Linked DNA regions of Gossypium hirsutum: all the other regions are linked to region 3. The links are chromatin contacts, called in public Hi-C maps. All regions are on one chromosome and are shown on one strand. Each heading gives the region's core, a stretch centred on a gene start, on an enhancer-like site or on the middle of the called end of the contact. The rest is flanking DNA. Distances are from core to core; before and after follow the strand shown.

Region 1 (3,571 bases), core at 255-2,754, 300 kb after region 3:
TGAAGGTGATATTGAAATTAGTTAGCTATTAGTAAGCTATGCTAAATATCAAATCATTTTTTCTATTCTTTTGTTCTCATATACGTGTTTTAGAAAAAGCAGGACATCTGTAGTTCGATTATAGAGCCAATTCAAAAAGTATATATCTGAAACCTTTGAGATCTCACTTTCTACATTGTATAACCCCATGGTTTATCATCAATGAAAACTGCAAGAGAATGCCAAAATGACCAATAGACTTTTTTTTCTCTACATTTCCTTGCATAGGACCCAATATGCAAAAATATACAGTATATATAACATACAATAACAATCCAACACAAAAAGAGGAGGAAAAAGTTTCCTGATGCTAATATCCCACTGACAAGAGGGCCACATTTGTCCCATTACCTTGATGCCTAAATTTCTGTGCCAAAACTGGCAGTCAGCAGCTCCTCCAGCCATTGTTCCAAGCATGTAAGGATTGATTTCAATAATTTTCTTCACTGATTGTGAAGCTGCCAAATTTTAGGATAGGAAAAGGAATACTAATCAACAATCACGATTCAATTTCTACCCCAACACAACAAAAAAGAAGAAACAAAAGATTGAAAAATTATAGATGTTTTTTTTATGACAAGGTTTAATCTACAATTACCACTAATAGACTATTTCCTAACCAACAAATTTCTGAAAAATAAAAACTAAGGCAAAATACACACAAAAAGTAAGAGAAACATACAGATATAGCCTCCCATGCTAGCTCTAGAATCAGCGGCAACCATGACCCCTTCCTTAAAGATGAAAGCTAGCGTGGTGGTACCCTTAGCAGGTTTTACCATCTGGATAGCTTCTTTTTGAAACCCATCAAACTGCAATACACCGATCACACATAAAATAAGCCCCAAACATCTCCCTTTACACGGGAAACTAATAATGTTGTACCAAATTAGCAGAAATTTTTAACTCACATCAGTAGTGTTTGGGAGATCGAACGACGGAGCAGCCGAAAACCCGTCAACAAGTTCACTGGGAGCACCCCAGACAGGAGCAGCCGATTCTAGTCCGCTGGTGTCAAGCTTCATGATTGGTTCTTTAATTTCTACAAAAGCGCAAGACTGAATCAGAAAATTTGATGCATTTGATGATAATTTCTCCCCCCCCCCCAACCCCCAAAAAAATCAAATTAAAGAACAATACCCTAAGTGAAGAAAATAAATGCTTTCAAAATATTAAAACCGCAAAAGCGAAAACAAAACTGAGGTTGAGAAGAGAACCTTTCCGATGATCCAGACAATAAAAAAAAAAAGGTGAAGTGAGAATGAGATGCAGCAAAGCAAAGCAAACTGAAATATAAGGAGGAAAAAGGGTTGATTTCTACTTTTTCTTCCTCAGTTTTCTTGTGCTACGGGAAACTGGGAAAATCTGCTTGTTTGGGTTGTCTCAGATTGGCCCAAGCTTTGATCCAAAACGGAGATGGGAGTATCGACTTTGTAAACCACACAATTATCCCAGTCCACAGAATCTCTTACAGTTAACAAGATCTATGGGCCAAAGAGCTAGTTTTATGAAATGGGTTGAGCCTTGTTTTTGATAACTTCCAATGCCCATTAAAGATTTCACAAAGATTTGTAACCCTCTAGGTTACAACTTTAACGGGGTAATTGCCCACACTTTAAATCACTAATCATATCAATCTTTTAATTTTAACAATAAATATCAAATTTATATATTTAACTTTAGTTCAATGTGTAATTTTGATACATAAATTTTTATTTTGTGCAATTATGCATATGAAACTTGATTTGCGGTTCATATGTATACATAAAACTTTGATTTTGATTCAATTGTACACATTTAAAGAAATGATTACATACATTTATTTTCATGTCAAATTAATATAATTATTTTGTATACAATATATCAACGTAAAATGGTGTTAATTCATTAATATTTTAATATTTTATAAAAACCTCTCAGTTTGCTATTATGTTCCAATATATTGTCTCAATTGATGTTTCAATAGATATCGAAACTTGGTAGATTAACAAGCGGATTAAAAAATAGTATAGCAAAACAATAAAGTGACACGCAATATTTGTTAACGCAATTTGAATAACAATCTTACTCAATAGAGCTAGATTTTAGTAAACAATGGATCTGGAATCGTAAAAGCTAAAGCTCAATCTACCATTATACAGTGAGGTAATTACAGCCCAACAAAGAACCTCAATTTACAATCACTCAACCCAAACAATCTCACTTACAAAGAAGGTTTACTCTCCAAAAAATGTCTAAAAACAAAGAACGCAATTAACGGTAAGCATTCGATCAAATTGAGTAAACAAATTTCAACTCCATATAAGTTATGGGTTTAGTCATTATACTTTAAATTGATAAGTTTTGTAACACCCTCTACCCAACCCGAATCATTGATTTTGGATATCGAATATTACGACATACAAACACTTAGCATAAATGTTTAAACAATCTGCATATGATCTTTTTTCAACATATCTCTTTTTGTATTATTAAATATTTTCTGAATAAAAGAAATAAAGAAGACATCCAAGAATACAACAGACTTTTAAAATAATGTAAGACATTACAACATAAAAGTTCATTAAAGACAGACTAATCTTGGCATACTATGCTATACGCCTTACTCCTAAGATATCCTCTGAATGCATAATAACCCAATTCACCGTTTCCTAGTTGGCACATTCCTGGCTTGTTCCCTCTTGGCGTACTTACTCTCGTAGCAATACCTGAAACAAGAACAAACACTTTGTAAGTTCACGCGAACTTAGTGAGTGAGTTGTTAGCACAAAATACCTTGGAACCTTTCTAGTTGAATTCCTCATCTTGTAAATTATGGGTCACATCTCTATCTTTGGCAAATACTTTCATAATATCTGATATATACCTATACGCCAACTACCATACTTAACGTACCAACTCTCACTTCACTTCTTGACTAACTCTAAATCTTATCAAACTATACATATCTTATTCTTTCATAGTACAACAAAGGTATCTCTTAGAAGTATATAAATACAAAACCTACCATTGACGAAATCCCCTTCAACTAAACATAGAATACTTTTCTCCAGAATGGATACTCACAAAAACTTCTCTTGATGGATAGAAAAACTAATAGATCTCTTAAGTTGAACTCCATACTGATCTTCTGGCTGATTCTCATACTGATTCTGGTAGTTATTAGATTACCAATCAAATCATATCTTGAATCAACCCAAAATCATAACTTTTGTTGATAATGAGACGTTATAAATCATTAGAACAATTTGATGTTGTTTACAATAGCCATGATTCTATTAGAATAATGCTTAACAGTCTTAGACTCCTTCACCTTCAGGTTCTCAAAATCCCTCCTTAAGTTGACAAGCTGCTGCTGCCTTGTCTTCTCTGTACCTTGAAACTCTTCCTTCAATTTATCCCAAGCTTACTTTGGAGTTTCGTAAGCCATGAACCTAGTGAAGATTACATCAGAAACACCATTCTGAAAACACGACATCGCCTTAAAATTCTTAGCACAATCATCACTATGTTACCTGATTGTGCTATTGTT
Region 2 (3,534 bases), core at 284-2,783, 280 kb after region 3:
TATGCCTACAATTATTCATTAATTGTCTCATACTTAAATCAACTTGATCATTAATATCAATAGACAATATTTCACTATCTATCAATAAGTAATATTTCACTATCTCAATTTCATTGGATTTTTCACATCTTATTCCAATAGTTCATTTCAATTCATATACAATTCATTCAATTTATCACTATATTCAATATCAATTCTATTGCAATTTGTACTCATTAATATCATATAACAAAAATTTACTCTTAATCAAATCATGAACTTTGGGTTCATGTCTTCAAATCTCATATCTTGATTCCCAATTCACATATCAATTCACAATTTCACTTTCTCATTTCTTTCCATAGCTCAATCAATCGCACTTATTCAAATTTTCTCATTTCAATTATTTACCCCTATTAACAAGACTCGGACCTTGGCAGATACACGGATCCAACCAAACACACCAGTAAGCACATTGTGCCTAAAAGGGTACATAGTACTTGATCAGTATACGACACATAAGAGCCTGAAACGACACACGAGGTGCCTGATACGACACACGAGGTGCCTGAAATACGACACATAAAGTGCCTGATATATGACGCATAAAGTTCCTGATCGGTAGATTCGATAAATCCCATACTCTTCTAAATCCTATGGCATGCCAACTATATCCGACTTATCCCGACTAGTTAATAGGGTTTCTGAATCACATTTCAATTCAATCACTTTCTCATACTTTCAATTCAAATCATTCCAATTTAATCACAATTTCAATTCAATACATTTTCCACTTTCCAATCAATATACCATCAAATGCTCATACATATTCATACTTCATTTCAATTTCATTTAATTCACAATTTCTTATGTTCACAATTCAAATCACTTTTTCAACCCAATATGCATTTCAAAACCACATTAATACAATTCAAATCAATTTTTCAATCCAATATGCATTTCAAAACCACATTAATTCTTTTAATTCAAATCATATCACTAGTAATTTCCATTCAATTCACATACAATTCAATATCATTTAATTCAATATCGATATTCACCTTATTTTTATTTACTAAACATATTGTTCAAAATTCAACAATTGCTATTAATAAATTCAATACCAATACGTATTTATCATTCAATTCAATCGTGATACTTACCTCAATTTTCTTATCATGTATATTAATTTAAATTTTAACAATTAATAATTAAATTCGAATTATCACCACAGCAAAACAGGTTTTTCGTTGCCTTTTTAGCGGCGTTTGGATAAAACACGCCGCTAAAAATGGAGCATTAGCGGCGCTATTTGGAAAACCTAAGCCTAACGGCGCCGTTTTCTGAGTTTTCAGGGATTTAGCGGCATTTTCTCAAAAGGTGCCGCTAATGCTCATGGTTTTAGCAGCGTTTTTGAAAAAAGTACCGCTAATGCTCGGGGTTTTAGCGGCGTTTTTATAAAAGCGCCACTAATTCTCGGGATTTTAGCGGTTTTTGAAAATGCGCCGCAAAAAACATTTTAAATTAAAATGTAGAGACTTCCTTTTAAATTTCAAAAGCGTATAGGGTACTGCATTCATTAAACCGTAAGTTCTTTTTTTTCAATTATTTGAGAAGTCTTTTCCCTTCCTTCTATCATCATCTTCCTGCTACCATCGTCCATCTCTCTTGCGGCTTCGCAAATCAATTTTTTTCTTTTTCTTCTCTTCTCATCTTAGTTTTCCCACACCGCCGTGTCTGCTATTTTTTCGGGATCTGACCCGTATCTTGTGTCGAAATCCCTATCGAATCATGTCAGGTACTGCATCCCAAATTGCTGAGTTCGGGAAACGAAGGATATATTATTCATCTCAACCTTATTGTATAAATTAACAATGAGTAGGTTTGCTAGTAGTCTTGCCGCTTCACTTTCAGTATCTCGTTCATGTACAAGTATCAATTTAGGGTTTGGAGGTGAAATTTTTAGATGACCTGATTATTTTGGTTTTCTTCTACTTAGCTATGTTTTTTGTGACTTTGGATAGCAATTTATCTTTTAAGTAGTGCTTTTTGTGCTCTTATTCAACTTTCATAGTAATAATTGCTCCTCCGTTTACGGTCTATTCTGATGGTTTTGTTTTTGAGAGTACTTTCACCGCTCTTTTTTCTCTGATATCTTACCATGACCCATGATTCTATTCAATTCTCTCTTTGTCTAGAAAAAGGGAAAAAAAAGTAATGGCATATTAGTTTTATTCCCTAAATTTGCTTGGCACTTTTACATTTTAAATTATCTATAACACATTATTGTTTTCTTCTTCCTATGGATACCATTACAGCTTGCAGTTGAATGTTTCTTTTAGGTATTTCTGCCTCCAATTCGCCTTCTGTTTATTGATTGAATTTTTTTAAGTTGTTAGGTTTGGACATTGGTGCTAGGGAGAAGCAAGGAAATCCTAAAGTTGATGATGGATTCAAGGTTGCAAAAGAAAAAATCACCTGCATTGCGGCATCTGTTGATGTGGATGAGGGGTTTGAATCTTCTGGAGTTGAAGAAACTAGGAGTCCTGTTACAAATGGTAGCCGAAGCCACACTAACAGACGCTATCATGATAAGACAGCTAGTGTAACAACTAACTCTGGTAAGCTTTTTATCTTTATTTTGTCTTTAATAAGCTTTTTTTAATTAAGAAACCGTTTTGTTCTTTTTAAATGTAAAACTTTTATAGTAAGGAGCAACATAACTAAATCACCATATGCTGATATTGAAAAGATTTATTGTTCCTATTCCCTTGGCTCCAATTTTTTTGGTTCAAAACTTAATGTCTAAGTGCATGCTTGAGTATTTGGAAATCAATCCTGTGAAATAGTTTCTAGTTAAGGTGGCATAGAAGCATATAGGCCAGGCATAATCTGTTCTTACAATTTATGATTGTTTTTTGGTTTCTCCTCTCCACAAACTGTCTAATGTATTTGGCAGAATGAGATGATATTATTTATGCCTATACATGCATTTCTCTCTGTGGATGGGTAACCTATATCTTTGATTTGAGGCATAGTATGATGACAGCATAACTTATTGCTGAAGTTATACAGCCACGTTGTTTGCATGCTGATGACCAATTTTGACATTTAAGATTTCAGAATTGAGATGGATTTCCAATTCACGCTTTCTTAACCTTGTGTCTATTGTTCGTCATTTCAGATGGTTTTACCTCAGATTTCGAGGTTTACAATTTGTTTTTGAGCACTGTAATTTGCATTTTTACTTTTGTCTGTTCGTGATCTCTACTACCTTTGAGAAATTTGATATGATTTTTCTTACCAAAGCATCAAATTATTCTGATCTTTCTCGGTTTCTCTAGTCGTTTGTAAATTGTATTCGAGCATTCCTTCCATCGTACTGATGTTCCTATAAGGTATATTTACTGATATGATTTTGAAAAAAAAAATCATAAAATCGTGTTTTCTTAAGCAACTAACATTGATTGAAGGGAAAGCTGGTTAGAATTTAGGGGGCTAATATTTTGTATCGGTGCTTACTGCATTGCTTTTGTTTCTTAGGTCATTCCAGTA
Region 3 (3,282 bases), core at 126-2,625:
TTTGCTTTTACACCACAAATTCAAGGAAAGAAAATGGAAGGTTAAAATTTGAAGTTAGACCCGTACCTGTTGTGCAGATTTAGGTTTTTTCTTTTTTATTTTAATTTGTTCAAAATTGGTCTCTCTTTTTTTATTTACTCATTTCCAGTCCTTTTGTTAGGTTTATCTATTAATCTTATTAAAAAAAGGTAAAATCACAAATTTAGTTCCTTAATTTTTTCAGTTTTTTTCAATTTAGATTTTATTTTTTTATGCTTTAATTATAAAAAGAAAACCTTAACAAATTATCAGACTTTCTCAAATGTGTCAACAAATTAGAGATGTAAAAAGAAAACAACCAAAACTTGCTATTAATCATTTCTACAAGAATTTAAGTTGCAATTCTCATTTAAATATTATAAAAAATCATAAGAAATTTAGTGTTAATGATATTGTGATCAACCCATTTTTCACTAAATCTAAGTAACTTTGACGTATCTTAGAGATATAGCATATTTGTAACTGACAAGCTGGCGAAGCACTTGCCTCTCTAGGTCTTGGGGTATTTTATATCTTAGAGATAATAATATAGGATTTTGTTTTCTTGCTTGCCTTTACTTTGATTGGGCATGTCTTGTCTTCGTCACTTGGAAACTCAAATAAATTTTCGTGATTTATGCCAAATAGGTTGGCCATCATCTGAATCAAATATTATACACTTACTTGCTATTTTTTTTTGTTGACACATTTGAGAAATTTTACAAAAAAAAATTTAACTAGTCTGTTTTTAAATTTTTAATATCTTTTTAAATTTTTTTGTAATATTTATAAATAAAAAAAAGTTGGGTCACAAAAGTAATGGTTGAGGAATTAAATTTGTAATTATACCTAATTTTTAAATAATATTAACAGTAGCAAAAGAATCAATTTTTGAGTAAATAAAAGTAGGATTAAATCCGCATAAATCAATTATCATTACAGTTTAACCAAAAAAAAAGAAATGTTAAAATATTTCATAAGTCTTTATACTATTCCCAAATTTGGTATTTATTCTTTGTATTTCTAAGATTTTAATCTCTTTATCTTTTTAAATTTCAAAATTTAAGTCCAACTGTTAATATTATTAAATTTTTTTATTAAATTTATTGGTATCACATTGAAATTTAAAAAAAAACTCACTAGATAATAATATAACTAAAAAATAATATTATAATAAACCTGAATTAAATAAAATAATTATACCAATATTAACAATTAAATCTAGATTTTAAAATTTAAAAAATAAAAAACTAAAATCCTAAAAATAAAACTACAATAATTAAATTTCCACGTTATAGCATATTTTAACTTGGAATAAAACAGCATGGTTGCACCTAGTTTGGAACAGTTGATCCAACGGATATTGCTTTTCATCGTGTGGCCATGAAATATCGTCAGTTGTCGATATATATCAAAATCTGAAGTTTAATTCTTAACGTACCCTGCGCTAACGCTTGTTCTTGACTTCCACTTTCAGACATCTTCTCCCTCTCTTCGCTTCTGATTTCACTTTCAGGTAAGTTTTACTCCCTCTTTCACAGGTTAGAGCTTTACACTTTCTAATTGATTCAACCTCCCTTTTTCAATTTCTCTGATTCCTTTCATTTGCTCCTTGATCGAAATTTAAGATTTATGGAAGGGATTGGGCATTCGAGCATGATTTTAGGTTTATTTTCTCCGATACCAAACCAAGTCCTAATGTTTAACCTTTATGTTTTGATTATCAATTTCCTAATCTCTCTTTTCCTTTTACCCCCCTTCTGATCCCTAATCATTTACATCATCTTATAATCAACAATTCTTGCTAACCGAACAACATTCTAGGGCTTTGGTTTAGGGATCTTCGCTCCCAAGTCACAATAGGGTTTAATAAACAACGGGCTTGTAGGAGAACCGGTTTGGCGTTCCGGATCCATGATACCTGCAATAGTAGTGAAATTGGAAATAAAATGAGCTAAGATTAATGATGTCTTTTAGTTGTAGTCTGGTTAGTTAATTGGTTTTGGTATTTGTTTATGGTGTTAATACTTGGTCTTGGGCTTTATGTTGGTTTTGAATTGTTGTATTGGATAGATGGATTGGCAAGGGCAAAAGCTAGCAGAGCAGATAATGCAGGTGATGCTATTGGTATTTGCAGTGGTTTCATTTGGTGCTGGTTATGTGTTGGGATCATTTCAGATGATGATGCTCGTATATGCCGGAGGCGTGACCCTCACCGCATTGATTACTATTCCAAATTGGCCTTTCTTCAACCGCCACCCACTCAAGTGGTTGGATCCAAGCGAGGCCGAGAAGCATCCCAAGCCACAGGTAGCTGTGAGTTCAAAGAAGAAATCCTCCAAGAAGTAGGGTCATTTTGATTTCATCTTAGCATCATTAGAAAGTTGCTAGGGGTATGAATTGATGTTTTCTGCCTTCTTTCCATCTAGTCGGCTAGGTTTCTCAAAGTTTTTGAACTATAATAAACAATTAGTTGAAGAGAACCCCTTTATGCATCTCTTTATCTTCCTTCTTTTGCCTTGATCAATTAGTCGAAGAGAATCTTCATTTGCATCTATTCTCCTTCTCTTTCTTCTTGATGCTCCTGAGACATATTACATCATTGATTTGCTATCCAATGCCGGAAAGCCTCTGTTTAGCTGGCTGCAGAAGAGTGTATACCAAACAAGACTTGACAAATCCCTTTAGTGTCAAAGACTTGAGAGGCTAGTGGCAAGTGGGCGATCAAGTTCACATTCTCTTCCATGGAAAAAAAAGTTAGGAACCTTATCATTTACACCACAAAGTAAGAAAGCAATGAATTTTCTACTGGTTTTCATTCTTTGTTGCTCTTACAATTGGGTCAATTTCTAAGTGTAGGTTATCGTCATCATTAAGTTCATCTACTATTGACTGGTTAATCTTTTTGCGTGATTGCCTCCTATGTTTCTTTGGTTTCTTTGGTTCCAGTTGAGGTTCAGCTCGCTGGACGCCCATATCTCCCACCGTGTACCTGCAAATGACATTCAAAATTTCAGAAGGAAATGGAAATGTTCACAAGTTAGCCAGTCACAAAAACAATATATAGGATGAGAAGTTGGGAAAATACCAAAATTGAAGGAAAAGAAGAAAATAAGTTGCGTCCTTAAATTATAAAAACGAAGTTGTGGTAAAATGGTTGAGTTAATTCTTAGAGATATTTGGTTATACAAGTTCTTCTAGACAAAAGATACTGGGTTGTCGTAAGCATATCAACTTGAAGAATAGAATTTAACATATTCTAGA

What was found. Hi-C and Micro-C count contacts between places; a contact is called where the count stands out from the background.
Region 1: a Hi-C map of leaf shows a contact between it and region 3, with 2.9 times the contacts expected there. The contact joins the promoter of LOC107922441 here to the promoter of LOC107920887 in region 3. A contact is called at or near these places in 7 of 34 Hi-C or Micro-C datasets (callus, hypocotyl and leaf).
Region 2: a contact with region 3 is called in a Hi-C map of leaf, with 1.7 times the contacts expected there. The contact joins the promoter of LOC107921122 here to the promoter of LOC107920887 in region 3. A contact is called at or near these places in 3 of 34 Hi-C or Micro-C datasets (all in leaf).

Annotation. Positions count from the first base shown.
Region 1 is chrD01:53,757,369-53,760,939 of Gossypium_hirsutum_v2.1, forward strand. It overlaps LOC107922441 (proteasome subunit beta type-5), which reads right to left and starts at 1,505. Exons shown (of 8, transcript XM_016852482.2): 1 at 1,257-1,505; 2 at 951-1,081; 3 at 722-851; 4 at 391-497. The coding sequence starts at 1,064.
Region 2 is chrD01:53,734,832-53,738,365 of Gossypium_hirsutum_v2.1, forward strand. LOC107921122 reads left to right here and starts at 1,534. Exons shown (of 4, transcript XM_041087424.1): 1 at 1,534-1,777; 2 at 2,379-2,600; 3 at 3,523-3,534. The coding sequence starts at 1,771.
Region 3 is chrD01:53,453,982-53,457,263 of Gossypium_hirsutum_v2.1, forward strand. LOC107920887 (probable signal peptidase complex subunit 1) reads left to right here and starts at 1,376. Exons shown (of 2, transcript XM_016850706.2): 1 at 1,376-1,534; 2 at 2,092-2,513. The coding sequence starts at 2,092. The coding sequence ends at 2,367.